Regions from separate parts of the Danio rerio genome. Here region 1 is linked to region 2. Evidence: chromatin contacts called from public Hi-C data. All regions are on one chromosome and are shown on one strand. Each heading gives the region's core, a stretch centred on a gene start, on an enhancer-like site or on the middle of the called end of the contact. The rest is flanking DNA. Distances are from core to core; before and after follow the strand shown.

What was found. Hi-C and Micro-C count contacts between places; a contact is called where the count stands out from the background.
Region 1: a Hi-C map of hematopoietic stem cells shows a contact between it and region 2, with 3 times the contacts expected there. The contact joins the enhancer-like site here to the promoter of LOC141385840 in region 2. A contact is called at or near these places in 3 of 18 Hi-C or Micro-C datasets (caudal fin, embryo and hematopoietic stem cells) and 1 of 4 datasets of contacts at active chromatin or transcription factors (caudal fin).

Annotation. Positions count from the first base shown.
Region 1 is chr5:34,181,668-34,185,691 of GRCz12tu, forward strand. It overlaps si:dkey-34e4.1, which reads right to left. Exons shown (of 12, transcript XR_012406925.1): 8 at 2,162-2,317. The region is part of intron 2 of LOC141385844 (a long non-coding RNA gene); the gene reads left to right. Among named protein-coding and RNA genes, the nearest start is that of ms4a17c.1, 42 kb to the left of the region's middle. Within about 2 kb of position 2,109, at least 6 of the 62 cell types and tissues checked have an H3K27ac peak or open chromatin away from gene starts, as enhancers often do.
Region 2 is chr5:33,972,307-33,976,232 of GRCz12tu, forward strand. It overlaps LOC141385840 (membrane-spanning 4-domains subfamily A member 4A-like), which reads left to right and starts at 1,395. Exons shown (of 9, transcript XR_012406927.1): 1 at 1,395-1,648. It also overlaps a transcript of garnl3 not described here.

The DNA.
Region 1 (4,024 bases), core at 859-3,358, 210 kb after region 2:
AGTTTATTGACTAATTCAAATCAACACCATAGTCTTGCCCCTACCTAGTACTTATCTCTTTAAGAGCAACTACTATCTGCTCTTCAGCCACCATGACAGGGGAGTTCTCGAGATCTACCTGAGCTCAAACTCCCCTCTCGCCTTGCAACGGGAGAGAGCGTCTGGCTCGAGGATCTTATGAGCTCAGGGTTCTCTCCCGGGACAGCATGCCAAAGTAGCTTTTAATGAATCATCAGCTAAGTGTGAACTCTTAAAGGCCAATTTAGTTTGTTAGGTTTAAAACCCTGTTTCCAGGTTTAAACATCACTCTTTTAAAATTTCCCCATACAGTAGGACTCCACAAAATTAGACAAATCTGACATTGTGATATTTTGTTGTGCCACAATATGTGAAGTTTATTCATAAACTAATTTCGAGAGGATCACGTGATTATGATTGAACACGGCTGGTTTTGCATTAGCATGCATGATCCACCAATCAAGCCATTCCTAACCCACTATAAAGAGGGTTTTTCACTACCGTCATCTTCGATTTGAAGCATCCCCACTTCCACCCCTACCTCTTCACCTTTCCCTCCATAGGGCGACATGGTGGCCCAGTGGTTAGCACTGTTACCTCACAGCAAGAACGTCACCGGTTCTAGTCTTTTAACAGGACGGTGTTCGTTTCTGTGCGTAGTTTGCACGTTCTTCCTGTGCTCGTGTGGGTTTTCCCTGGGTCCTCCGGTTTCCTCCCACATTCCAAAAACATGCACAACAAGTGAATTGATCAATCTCTCATCCTGCAGCATATCTCTTCATAGCATTTAATTTTTAGTCATCAGTTCTTATCAAAGGGGAGTTGTCGAGATCTACCTGAGCTCAAGGCTCCCCTCTCGCCCTGCAAACGGGAGGGAGCCCAGGGCTCAAGGACCTTTTTGAGCTCAGGGCTCTCTCCCGGGACAGCATGCCAAACTTGCTTACAAACAATCATCAGCTAAGTGTGAACTCTTGAAATATTGTGATATGAATGTAATTTCACCAGATTGTTTGAATAGTATTTGTAAAGTTTTCATCAATTTGATTTCAGTACTTTGTTTAGTTTCTGTACTTAAATACTGATAGATAATATTATTTACTGTCATCATGGCAAAGATAAAATAAATCAGTTTTTAGAGATGAGTTAAAGAAACTATTATGTATACAAATGTGTTAAAAAAATCGTTTGTCCATTAAACAGAAATTGGGGGGAAAAAAATTAACAGGGGTGCTGATAATTCAGGGGTAATAATAATTCAACTGTCTTTCAAGCATACTTGAAAAACCATGGCACTTAAGTAGTAATACCGTTGTTATGGGAAGTTTATATAAGAAATATGATTTCAGCACATCTAAGCTTGTTTTAAACTTTAACCAACAGTCAATTAAACAATCACCAACAATAACAAAATTGTCCATTTTGCTGTCCCATTGGAAATTTGAAAACAACTGGTTTACATTTATTCTGGCTTTAGTTTTATTAGTTAATCTTTAAAGACATTTTTTAGAGACACAAAATTGATACCTAAAAGAAACTTAAAAACACTATGAAGTCTCCTGAGATTCTCTCATCTCTGAGGTTTAAAACGTTTCACTGGACAAGAAGTGAGTGCACTTCAATTTATTTTTCCAAGCTCTTATTATGCAGTAGCGTGACTGTGCTGAATCAGAGCTGAAAGCCCATCATCTTCCTCTCTCTCTCTCTCTCTCTCTCTCTCTCTGCCTTTCTCATCATAACATCATCGGATCCCTATACATTATCCCAAACGAGAACAAATATCATTATCTGGATACTGAACAAAGTGACTCACTAAATGAACAACATGAAGCTGTTTATTGCCTCTATCAGCTGTGTGTTCTGCGTGTATCTTTGCTTTATCATTGGATATGAAACATAATTTAGACTTATGTGAGTGCTTTTTAACAAAGGCTATCAAAAATCATTTCAACAGAGAATGATGAATAGGGTTGTGCAGAAAATGTGTCTCTAAAATTGTGGAAGTGGGTGAAAAGATTTGCACTCCGACAAGAGAGCTAATCATTATAGGGGAAAAAACAGCCTGAAATAACGACTCAACTGCTGTATTTTACATAGAGCTGTAGCGCCTCCCAGTGGTAGAAAAGAGCAGAATCGATGTCTTTACCTGTGCAACGGCGATCTGTGTTTGCTGCTGCTGTTGTAGAAGCTGTTGTTGGAGAAGCTGTAGGTGGTGTTTGGTGGCCAGCGGTGTGAGCGAAGGAGAGCAGGGGCTGCTGGGAGATAAAGTGTAGAGGGAGACGCCCTCCACCTCCTGTAAAGACTGAGAGATGGAGAATATCAGAATGTGAGAAACTTAAAGAAAAAGAAACTGTCCTCCTGTGAAACTAACATTATTTAGCAGTTTATATATGTAGAGCATTAGCTGAGTTAGCATTAGCATAAGATAGTTGAGTAAAAGGATAAATATAGAAAGAGATTGTGTGTTTGCATTAGGCGAGCATTTTAACATGTGGATCCATGGGAGCAGAGGACACATTAAGTGCCTTTGTGAAAAGAGGAATATGTACACACACACACACACAAGTACACAAACGCATTTAAACACACTCACACTGAGAGAGAAACTAATTTTCTCTAAGTAGCTTTAGCTTGTCTGTTATAAAAGGTTCTAAGACAGAGACAAAACTCGAGGGATTTGAACACCAAAACACTCTCTGCTTTTTCACCTAATGGCTTTTTTCTGTCTCTACTACAGAACCTTTAGTCTCACACGGTTCTTATCATACATTTAAAGACATTTATTTATAAAAAAGACATTATTTAGTAGGTTAACAGCACAGCTCTCTGGCATACTGGTATAACATTAGTTTGGAATAACATAAGTTAATATGCTATAACTAAAGTATTATTCAGTGGTGGAAAGAGAACTGAAAAATCATACTCCAGTTAAAGTACCATGAAATGTAGTGCAAGTAGAGTAAAAGAATCTGTTGCAAATATTTCTCAAAGTAGCCGTTTTAAAAGGACTCAAGAGTAGTGAGTAGTTTTAGTGTAATGAGTATTATTATGTAAAAAGTTGATGTTTTCACATGTGATGTAGTTGTGTGTGTAAACGTAACATTTTGTAGTGCATTTAATTTTTACCTAGCAAGCACAAAATGTCATAAAATGTTAATATTAGCTTTAGATTTAGGTCGGGTAACCAAAATTCAACATCTAGCCATTGTCTAAGGACAATGTTTTTTTGATGTCCAATAATGATGTCAAATGATGTTGATATTTGGCTGATTTTTTGGCTGAAGAAGACCAAAATCCAAAGTCAAGACAACTTCTTAAACCAACACCATATTGACATCAAATACTGGCATTTATTTGTCAGGTATGACAACCAAAATTCACATCTAATAGACGTCAAAGTGGTAACGTCCACACAAAGCTGTAACATCATTAGACATTAATATTTGTTGATTCTTAGTTTGGACTTTGGACATTGATGTCAGTCTGACGTTGGGTTCTGATATCAACACAATTTTAATTTCCAAACAAAATGCAACATCCCCACGAGTTTGGGGTACATCGTCAATCTGACGTCATTTTGACTTTTTGTGCCTGCTGGATGTTTAAGGCCATTTTGGTTATCATACAGTAAACATGTGTCATCTTCTCATTAGCATCATGCATCTAAAAAGTCTCTGGGTCAATTGGTGTAAGATTTTGCCATTTTCTGGGACACTTTTAATGCTTCCAAACTGTTTTCTGCATTTATAAACCACCCATGTCTTAGTGTAGAACGATATGATTTACTTTCTATGTGTGATTTGATTGGACAGGAATTACAGGACTGATTTTTCTAATCTCTATAGAAAAGAAAAAATAAAGTAGTGACTGCAGATTGAAGGAAGGTAGTGGAGTAAAAGTACCAATACTGCACTAAAAATGTACTCAAGGGAAAATAAAAGTACACATTTTTAAAACAACTTAGTAAATTACAATTCCTGAGAAAAACTACTCAATTACAGTATTTAAA
Region 2 (3,926 bases), core at 145-2,644:
CAGCCCTAAGGCAGCACACTTTAAAGGGGTGGTCCTCTATGATATCATATTTTAAACTTTAGTTGATGTGTAATGTAGCTGTGTCAACAAATAACATCTCTGAATCTCTTTACAGAGTTAGCTTTGTTTTCTTTGGACTACAAAAAATACATTCAGGATAGTAAGATCGCAAACATTTCAGACGCAATTATCACAGGAATACCACACGCAATGAAGGGTCATGGCCAGAGGCTGTTATAGTAGAGAAAGCTTCCTTTGTTTTGGGGCTTCCAAAGGACACGACACACAAAAAAAGAAGTGCTTACAGTTTAATTTTAATTATGCTCCTGGAAATTATAAAAAAATACATAGCTAGCATTTGACAAAGGACATCTTCCAAAATCTCTCCCAATTCAGTGCCCGATTCAGCTAAAATCTCCTTAAAGAAGGAGCAGCTCCAACTATAATAGCAGAAGCTGTAGATCGTCAGCCACAATCTGTATTTTCATATGTTAAAATTGATTTATTACATGCATAGTTTCTAGCATTTAGAGTATGTTGTAGTGAGGACATAAACAACAGGAAATGCTGTTTGGCACTGCTAACAATCTAGCTACAAATTTATATTTATGAGTCAAACCTCTGTAAACACCCACAATCAACAGCAGCACATGCAGTGTCTCTATGCAGCCGCTTTCCCTGCGTTCTACATCTCAACTAATGAAATTGCAAAAAATATTGAACATTTTATATTACTTACCCTATGTTTTGAATGTATGTGCTCTTCATTTTCTGTCTCAAGGTACAAACAGCTACTGTTTACACAGCGCAAAAGCCCGTGCTTGTAGGGACGTGATGTGGAGACGATCCGTGAATCACAGCACATTATGTTAACTGGCCAATCAGAGCCTCTTGAGGACAGGCCTCTTGAAGGAACTAGGAAATATGACTGTCATTTTCAGGTTAGCTGAGTAGCTGTATATAATCTGTATATAAGATATATGAAAAAAATAACTTGATTTTCTACAAATGAAGCATGCCCATCATATAAACACAACAAAGACTTAAAATACACTGTGGACCACCCCTTTAAAGATCACCTTTATAGGCTACAATATTTATGGTTGATAGATGCATTTTAGTAGTAGCTTAATGACTAATTAAGTTTCAAAGTAATACTGTGGTTAAAAGTAATACTTAAGCTGACCTCTGATAATGATATAAGGAGATTTTGTATAATTAAAAGGAAAACTAATTAGTTAAGTTTTGGCCTGCTTATATATTCATAGAACAAACAAAGCCCTAAAAAATATGAAGGTGAGTTAATTAAATTTAAAAGATTGTGCTTGCTTTGATGAAACAGCTGACTGTTTAGGCGCCATTTGTGTTTAGGCCCGAGTTTTTGTTGTGTTTGCACCGTTTTACCAGCAGATGTCATCAGCATGCGGTTTTGAGAAACTAAATACAAAACTTCAGAAAAGCTTAGTTTTCGCCATTAATACCAGATTTGAAATCGATCTTATCAAGTAGTTCAAGCAAGCCTAAAGTTATTTTTGTAATATGGTTAGTCTAGTTGCAGCTTTCCCCTTCGTTCAACCACGTGCACGTTGTGTAGAGTTCTACGATTGGACTTAATGTCAAGTATCTCTCACTGAAGCTGGAGGTAAAGGTAAGTGTAATATGTAGTTCCCTGTTATCTGTAGATCTCAGTGTTGTCTGTCAGTCTTGCAACGGAAAAAGTTCAAGTTTTAACTCTCGTTAGCTTTTTGTTTTGTCATAATCTCTACCTGACCAGATTTTTTTAGCCTTTAAGCTGAAAACCAATTGTTGCCTAAATTGGTCTAGGTAACTAGCATTACATTTCATGTTATATATCATAATATTGACTGTTTCTTTTTCTTTTTTTTTTAAAATCACACTTAACATGGTATACAATGCAATAATGTAGTCAGAAATGACAGATAAGTGTAAGTACATCATCTAAATGTTTAAACATTTACTCCAATCTACTTACACTTGTTAAAACACAAACTGCATGCTCAAATTTCATAAATATTTATTTCATATCAACAATAATAACTACAGCAGTGGGCTACAGCACTTTCAAATAAATGCTATAATAATAATAATAGTAGTAGTAGATTTTGAGGCCACATCTGAAACACAAACATTTACAAGTAGTACTTGGCGTTAAAAACAATGGCAATACAATATTTTAAGACACTTGGTGTTTTTTTTATTTGTTTTTGTTTAATTTCTGATATCACAGACTTTCTGCAACAGTCTAAACAGTTAATATTGATATAGATACAAAACCACTGCAAAAAACAATCAGGAGAGTAAACAGAGGGATGGGGAAGACAACAACAGACAGTATGCCAACAGAAAAAATATATTCCATCAATCTCTTGCACATCTATTCTCATCAAAAAACAAATGGCAAATAAATAATATTGAAAACTTTTAATTTACAAAAATATTCCCAAGTTTTCCCTTTTTAGTCCAGACTGCTACTAGTGTTGAGTGAGTTACACTGAGATGAAGAAAGGTTTAGCGTGAAGCGACATGCAATCAGCGAAGCGCTTTAATACTTACACCTCCTCTTGTGCTGTTCCTGAGGCTCTTGTGTTCTGGTGTCACTTTGATGACAGTTTTTAACATCTCTGAGTTTGAACTGTAAACATCTATATTCTTCTTCTCATTTTACACTGCAAACTGTTTTTAACCCCCAAAGGTTTTGTATTGTTTTCCATGTAAAAAACACTGTTTTAGCATAACATCTGTTTTTTTTTTCCTGAAATTATATGTTTGGGAAATAATGTATATATTATAGATTAGGTAAATAGATAGTTTTAAAGGAACTCTTTTTTAAAAGAAATAATTGTACAATTGTACAATTTTTAAATCCATTCAGCCAATCTCCGGGTCTGCTAAGTAGGGTCTGTCTGCGGACTGCAAGACAGGGGCATAACATCAAGGGGCCTTAGGGGCGTAACTTTTAGTACGTTAGAGGCGTAACATGAAGTTATGGAGCCATGTCAACTATCGGATATGCGCAATATGCACATTTATATAGCAGCATTTTTTCATGACACTGTATAACAATAATTAATATTTTTACAGTACTGTGACGGTTAGGTTTAGGGTTGGGGTGGGAGTAGGCATTAAAAAATACAATTTATTGGGTAATTTAGTAATTTTTTCCGGCCGCAAATGTATCCAATCTAGCAACAACCGTACATAGTTATTAAAGCCAAGACCCAATACAACTTCTGTTTTTACCTTACTGTGACGGCTGGGTTTAGGGTTGGGGTGGGGGTAGACGTTAATAAAATACAATAAATGGGAAATTTAATAAATAATAGAAATAATTCTCATTTACTTCCGGCCGCAAACATATCTAATCTAGCAACAACCATACATAGTTATTAAAGCCACCACCCACTCCACACCTAAACCTAACCATCTAGACCTACCACAACCCTAAACCCAACCATCATCATTATTAACGTCTACACCTTCCCTAAACCTTAACCCAACCATCACAGTTTTTAGCATGCAGCAGCTTTTTATACTTGACACGCTTGTCATTCTGTTGTTTGCAACCACAGGGGGCGACCCCGAGTAGGCTAATTGTCATGACAAAACGAATGCAGAAATAACTGAGTGGAGTTGCTAAATGAATTAATATTATAATATATCAAAGGAATTTGTTGTGGATATATTTGGAGAAAACTCACGAAAATATTTGTTGAAAATGTACTCTGGTAAGTATGTCCACCATCTAGCCAACAACATCTCGTTGTGACATCTTTCATGGTTCTATGGGATCTCGATAACTGCAAGTTACGCCTCTAACTTACCACAAATTACGCCCCTACATCTTGTGCCCCCGTCTTGCAGTCTGCAGACAGATATACTTGGGTCTGCTGGGAGCACTTTTAACT